Regions from separate parts of the Capra hircus genome. Here region 1 is linked to region 2. A link is a contact called in public Hi-C data. All regions are on one chromosome and are shown on one strand. Each heading gives the region's core, a stretch centred on a gene start, on an enhancer-like site or on the middle of the called end of the contact. The rest is flanking DNA. Distances are from core to core; before and after follow the strand shown. Region 1 overlaps DNHD1 (dynein heavy chain domain-containing protein 1). Region 2 has its middle 9.6 kb from the start of SMPD1.

Evidence for each region. Hi-C and Micro-C count contacts between places; a contact is called where the count stands out from the background.
Region 1: a Hi-C map of blood shows a contact between it and region 2, with 5 times the contacts expected there. The contact joins two enhancer-like sites.

The regions. Positions count from the first base shown.
Region 1 is chr15:35,798,380-35,801,990 of ARS1.2, forward strand. DNHD1 (dynein heavy chain domain-containing protein 1) reads left to right here. Exons shown (of 42, transcript XM_018058917.1): 3 at 12-185. Among named protein-coding and RNA genes, the nearest start is that of DNHD1, 9.4 kb to the left of the region's middle. Within about 2 kb of position 1,417, at least 3 of the 5 cell types and tissues checked have an H3K27ac peak or open chromatin away from gene starts, as enhancers often do.
Region 2 is chr15:35,678,695-35,682,487 of ARS1.2, forward strand. No RefSeq gene overlaps it. Among named protein-coding and RNA genes, the nearest start is that of SMPD1, 9.6 kb to the right of the region's middle. Within about 2 kb of position 1,812, at least 2 of the 5 cell types and tissues checked have an H3K27ac peak or open chromatin away from gene starts, as enhancers often do.

The DNA of each region.
Region 1 (3,611 bases), core at 167-2,666, 120 kb after region 2:
GTGTCATACAGGTCTCAGCTGGACTTGGAAGTTCCTGAGGAGAAGACCCTCCAAAAAAGAAGCACTGGCTTCTTACCACAGATTTCCCTCCTGGGTAGCCAGATAATGGCCGTTATGAAGACAGAGAGATACCTGAAGAAGATCCACTTCCTTTATCTCAACGTGGCTCCCAGCCGCTACTTTACGTGAGAGCCCCTGCCCAGAGCCCTGACCTGCTCCTCCCGCTCCCTGACGTCCCCCACACTGTCTTCCCCTCCTCTCCAGACCCCGCTACTTTCCTGTCCTTCTCTCTCCCCTCTCATTCCTTCTGTCTCCCAGGTTCCCTCTTCTTCCATCTCCGTCTTCTCCCCGCTCTTCACTTCCTCTTGCTCCCCTTTGCTCTCACAGCTTTTCGTGTTAGTCACTCTTTTCTGCTTTTTGCTCTGTCTTCTTTATTTTGTCCCAGAATGACAGAAACATTTGATCATCACTTCAGAAGGGAATTTGATGGTGAAGTCTTCTAACTCCAGTGCAAGAATCAGGTGTTCATTTAAACCTTTGTGTCTCACAAGGCATCATTTTCCTTAGACTACTTTCCTTTAACTTTTACCTTTTGGTCCTTGTGTTATCTCTGTGCTATGAAAACAAGTCTTCTTCCATATGACTTGAGAGTCATTCATTCGCTTTCTTCCATTAGATCAAAATCTTTAGTATTTTTAAAAGCCCTGATCAAGTCTCTTCTCTTCCCAGAAATATCAGTAGTAATTACCGTTAATCAACCTTTTTAAAAATACCTGTGTCATTTAATCCCCACCTGCCAGGTAGGTGCCATTATTATTCCATATATGAGATGAGTAGACTGATGCATAGGCAGGTTACGTGACTTGTCCAAGACCACATAGTAAGTGGCAGAAACAAGGCTGAAAGCTGGCACTGTCTTAACTCAAAAGTCCATCCTCTTGAGCAGTATCTGATATCTACTCCCAGGAATCTATATATCCTGCAAACACTGACCTCTTTCTCCTGAACTTCAGTAGGACTAATGATCTGTGCCATCCACTGATTTACTGATCAATTCATTTAACAAGAGCTCACGGAGAGCACTGTGCTCGTTATTAGGCAATTGCCTCTTGGCTCTAGTTTTGCTCTTTTCTCTCTGCTTTGTAATGCTGGGGCTGGGACTCTGTAAACTTCATTTCTCTTTTTTCAGCTAGCTTCCTGTTAGGTTTGATTCACAGGGGGTGCTAGAAGGAGACCGGATAGCAGGATAGGAGGAGAACGGACTTTGTCCTTCCTCTGCTTTCCCTTCATATCATTGCCCCAGAAATGGTCGTTCACTGTGCCAGCAGCAGGCCCTTTCTGAAGTAGCCTCTTCCTGATCCTGGCACTGCAAGAGGGATCAACGCGAACCAAGGGGTAGCCCTGCCCATCAGAGTTCCGAATCATAGCTCTACAAGGCCCCTCCTCCGAACTCCTTATTTACTAGCAGCAGCCAGGCGGCATTCCTTAGAAATCCAAGTTCCTGTGCTACAAGCCCCTCCTCCTAACGCATGGCTTCTGAGAACCCAAACCTCTCTCCTTTGTTCCTCTAGTCTCAGGGCTGGCATCCATTTCCCGTAGTTATTGTCTCTGCTCTACCTTAGTTTTTCCCTTTTTGCTTTTCAGGTGTCCTCTGACACCTTTTCTGAAACACATTTTCTTTATTGAATTCACTTTGTTGAAATGCTGAATACCATTTCTGTTTTCCTGACTGGACTCTGATGTAATACTTGGCATCATGAGCGGTCTCAGGAAACGATCCTCAAATATGGGATTCTGATATTGGTTTGGTGATGTCCTTGGCCTTGGACAGTACTAGGCTTCTTGCTAATGGGAAATAGCATGCTAGGAATCCATGACTTGTGGTGACATCACAACTGACTGAATTGTCACTGTAGTTGAAGATGAACTACCTACTGACACCTAGTGGCTGCTACACTTGACTGTCCAGCCGTAGTGATAGTAATGGTAGTGATGTGGCATGCGAGCCCTGTTGACAATGGTGGAGAGCCTACAGAAGGACAGTGACAAGCATAGGGCTTTCAACTACCAGCTCAGTCATAATCAGAGAAGCAACATATTCAAAGATAATTAGGCACAGAGAGAAACAAGAAACCATGAGCAAGAGAACTAAAAAAGCAGTGAATAATTACAGGGCCCACGTCTGCCCAAAAAGGAACACAGTGAAGTGAGTTTTGCACTTGTTGCTGCTTTTCTCCAAACAGAGATTCCAGTAGAGGCAATGGTGTGTCAGTTTTACTATATGCTCTGGAAATATAGAGAAGAGGAGGTGACCTTTCATCAGACTCAGAAAACTAAAGAGCAGAAGTGGGTTTGAAGCAGATTTGGTTTTAAAACAAAAGAGCTGGGGGCCCACACCAAGGAGGGAGGTGTTTTCTGGTTCAATCTGTGTTGTAACCAGAGTCCCATCTGGAAGCCCAGGGGATTTAATTTGTGGGTTCTCTAATGATTTTCATGTTTTATCTAGATACTTTGCCCAGTTTTTCTAGTTGTTTTCAAGGGAAGTGTTGGTCCATATTGCCAGTGCACCTTCAGTAAAAGTGGAAACCTGGCATTTTTTGTTTCACTTTGAGGTTTTCTTTCAGTGTATTTGCAGTTCTCAGAATTTTCTTATATTTGTCCTAGATTGCCACGCTTGCAAGGATCTCAGTCCTCAGGCCAGGGATTGAACCTGGGCCACAGCAGTGAAAGCCAGAAATCCTAATCTCTAGGCCACCAGGGAACCCCCTGTCCTAGATTTTGATTTATGCTTGGGGAAGACTACATTCCTTAACTTCCTTAGGGTCTTTGCTCAGCTCTCCCTGACTCCTGCCCTGTGCAGGAAGAATAGCCTCCATTAAGAAGGCCACAGGGGAAGGAGCATCCCCTTGGGAAGTCAGGCCTCAGTTAGGATAGGTAGCTATCCTGCAGAATGCTGCATAGTCCAGTGGTTAAGAGAGGGGGACTTCAGTCAGGTAGATTTGGTTTTTGAATCCTGGCTTAAGAGTCTGCTTGCCAATGCAGGAGATGCAGATTCAGTCCCTGGATGAGGAAGATCCCCTGGAGAAGGAAATAGCAAACCACTCCAGTAGTCTTGCCTGGGAAATCCCATTGACAGGGGAGCTTGGTGGGCTACAGTCCATGGTGTCGCAAAAGAGTTGGACACAACTTAGCAGCTAAACAACAAAAATTCTTTCCTTAACTGCCTTGTGCAAACTTATGACTTCTCTTTGTTCAGTTTTCTCATCTGTAATTTGGGGATAATAGTATACTTGAGAAGATCTAGTCACTTTGTCAAAAATGAAATAAAGTTTTTATATGATTTGACTTACTGAGTTTATTTTGGTATCTATGTATATGCCCTTGAGTCATTTGCTTAATAATATATGGGGGGAGTGATGGGGGAGAGAGAGAGAGAGAGAGAGAGAGAGAGAGAGAGAGAGAGAGAGGAGGAGGGCAGTTTACCTTTTAGGCATTATATGCATAAGACTTGGGACACACAGTTTTTAAAAGGCTAAAAAATATTTTTAGTGCTTAAAAATATTACTGACTCCAAGTTATGAAAAGAAAACTGCAGGATAAAAATTAATAAA
Region 2 (3,793 bases), core at 562-3,061:
GTTTCCTTGTGGCTCTGAGGTGGCTACTTGGATGGTGTCAAGAGTCCTCTCCCCACAGCCTGCAGTTATTTCTTTTGAGGCCACTTTCCAAATATCTCTTCTCTATGTATGCTCTGAGGAACACCCAGCTTCAATCCCACTTTTCAAAATTCATCATCTCTAACTTGATCTATCACCATTATTTATTTTCCAATTATTTATTTACTTACAAAGTATTTGGGGTGTGGGCTTTCTCACAAAGCAAGCTGGGAGCTTCTGTTGCTGTGCCATGCGGGCTCAGTAGTTGCAGCCCACTTGGGCTTGGATTCTCCGAGGCATACGGGATTGTCCACGGGCATGTGGGATCGTCCCGGACCAGGGGTCAAAACCACGTCTTTTGCATTGGCAGGCAGACTCTCAACACTGGACCACCTCAGAGGTCCTCCTATCACCATTCTTTACCAGCTGATTTCCCTGGCCTACCTCATTGCATCTCCACACTCCCATTAAAATATCCTTTAAGGACTCAGTTGTTTAGATGGTAACGAAATTCTTCAAGATCTCCTCCCTGCCCACCCATCTCTTCTCAAACTTCATCTACTCTTCATCTAAACTTTTGAAAAATTTCTCCTTGTTATATAATATTTCATACTTTTGGTCTTTTTGTTATACTCTCACTTCTAATTTATTTAAGCAACTGTGGTGAGTATTGGGGATATGTATTAGTTTCAGTGGCTCAGTCATGTCCAGATCTTTATAACCCCATGGCCTGTATAGCCTGCCAGGCTCCTTTGCTTATGGAATTCTCCAGGCAAAGCTACTGGAGTAGGTTGCCATTCCCTTCTCCAGGGGATCTTCCTGACCCAGGGGTCAAACCCAGGGCTCCCACATTGCAGGCAGATTCTTAACGATCTGAGACACCAGGGAAGCCCACAAAATCAGACACAGTCCCCGCCCTCATGAAGCTTACAGTCTACAGGAGAAGACAGACATGAATCAAAAAAGCACATAAATAAACATAAAATTTTAGCTGTAATGGGACCTATGGTAGCGGAAAAAGAAAAGAAGGAGAGAAAGGAGAGGGAAGAGAAGGAAAAGAGAAAAATTAGACTAAGAAAAATGTCCCCAAGGAAATCACATTTCAGCTAAAGAATGAGTTGAAGTTAATTAAGTGAAAGGAGAGAGAAGATCCTTTTAGGCAGAAAGAACAGCACAGCTGTTCTCAGCTCAGCTGAGAAAGCTGAGAGCATGTTGTGTAAGCTCTGAAAGGTTAGTGCATCTCAAGCACTGAGAAGAAAGGGGAAACCACTTGCCAATTGTGTCCTCCAGGCAAATACTCTTATTTCAAGGCTGACATCTTCTGGAAAAAAAACAGTTCTCATCCCCACCAACCCTTACTGTCTAGTCAACAGGAATCCACCACCTCTTCCTTTGACCTCTACTGAACCATGAAGTTTCATTGAAATATCTTTATTGTAAGGCTTGTGGTTTCATGTCTGTTTCTTCCCACAGACCCATGAGCTGTCTGAGGGAGATGCTGATGTTCTAGTCATCTCTGTGTTTCCTGGTTCCTGGCAGTGTTTATTACCTTAATGACTGGCTGGCTGGATAAATGAAGGAACAGAATTAATAATAAATATACCCGTTCCTTTGAGGATTAACACTAACCTCCTTAACGTGATCCTCCCAGTCCCGCTGGTGCCAGCCATGCTCAGCTCTTGGCACTCTCCAGCTCCAACTCCCTCTCAGGGCTGCCATCTGCTCTCTCAGTCTCCAAAGCTGCCCAGCCCTCTCCCACCAGAGGACCATGCAAGAGATTCCCTGTGTGGGGGCATAGGGCCTCCCACATCCAGGCAAACAAGCCTCTTCCTCCATGAGAGCCCTCAATTGCAGGTCGCTCTCCTCCATGCTCCCACGACTCCTCTCAGCAGCTGAAGCGCTCATGTGATTGATTACAATTGCTCAGTTACTAACACTACTAACACCGTCGGTCCTCCCTATCTGCAAGTTGGACATTCATGGATTCAATCAACCGAGAGGTTGGTTGAATCCACAGATGACGAATCTGAGGAGAGAAGGGCCAACTGTACTCTTTGTGGGATGCCATTTTAAATAAGGCATTTTAAGCATCTGTGGATTTTGGTTTCTACCGAACCAATCCCCCACGGATACCAGCAGACGATAGTATAACAATATATAAAATGTTCTAATTATATTTTTCTTAGATGCAGAATTTATCCCTCTCCTTTCAGAGGAGAATTGTTTGTATTGAATGAATCCTTTGATGAGAAGTTCATGGGTGGGGAGATTGAGGCCCCAGGAAGCTGCTTGAATAACAATAGATGACTGTACAGTGAGGCTTTTCTAGGGAGGCTGAATTCAATGAGGGTTTTGTTTTGACAAATCAGTGTGTGTGTCTGTGTGAGTGTGTGTGTGTGTGTGTGTGTGTTTCGAGTGAATGAATGTATGACTGCCTGACAATAAAAGGAGCTGTTACTGTCTGTTAAATAAATGCTACCTATATCTCAGTCGAGGCGGGCATTTGTTTCCCACATTCTTTCTTTACCTCACTGCAACCAGAGTTCCTTTCCCCTGACTGTGGACACAGTAAATGGGGCGTGGGAAGCTGGGGAGGACAGGAGTCAGATCTCATTAAATTACATCAAGGATCACCAGTATAAATGGCAGATGCAGACACTACGTATTGTTCTAACTACTCTTTATCTCTAGTTTATTTAGTACTGACAAAACTAGACAACATATTAAAATGCAGAGACATCACTTTGCCAACAAAGGTCCATCTAGTCAAAGCTATGGTTTTTCCAGTAGTCATGTATGGATGTGAGAGTTGGACCATCAAGAAGGTTGAGCACCTAAGAATTGATGCTTTCAAACTGTGGTGTTGGAGAAGACTCTTAGGAGTCCCTTGGACTGCAAGGAGATCAAACCAATCAATCCTGAAGGAAATCAGTCCTGAATATTCATCGGAAGGACTGATGCTGAAGCTGAAACTCCAGTACTTCAGCCACCTGATGTGAAGAGCTGACTCATTAGAAAAGACCCTGATGCTGGGAAGGATTGAAGGCAGGAGAAGAAGGGGTCGACAGTGGATGAGATGGTTGGATGGCATCACTAACTCGATGGACATGAGTTTGAGCGAGCTCCAGGAGTTGGTGATGGACAGGGAAGCCTGGTGTGCTGCAGTCCGTGGGGTCGCAAAAAGTCACACGACTGAGCAACCGAACAACAATGCTTTATCTCATTGAATCTTTACCAAAATTCTGTACTATTATTTCCATGCCGCACAGGAAGGAAGAAATGGAAGTTTAGAAGGTGACATACTTTTCAGGGTCATACAGTTAATGAGTGGCAGAGCCAGGATTCTAACGCAGGAAACTGATTCTAAAACCCATCCCTTAGCCACTGCTCTGCCCTGCAGGGGTCTGTGCACACCTAGTTGGAACTGCCTGTCAGAAGATGCCATTTGTTCAGGGTCTCTTGTACTTTCTAGAAATTCCACAAGAGGGAGCCCTTTCCCCATCAGTTCTTGGTTGCTGACAAATAACAGATTTAATTTCCAGTTTCACAGTTAGCCCAAGAGTTGACTAGTCATCTGTACAGAATTTGAATAAGTTTCCTAACACAATGGCACATAGGTACCCCAAATGGGAACAGACTCCCCAAATTAACTAGGAAGTTTACAGCCCCAACCCATATTATCCCTCTGCCAATCACTGTTCCAAACTGGAACCCCAACTACCCTAGCGGTCAGTGAATCTACCTAAGGCAGGGGACATGGGTTAGATTCCTGATC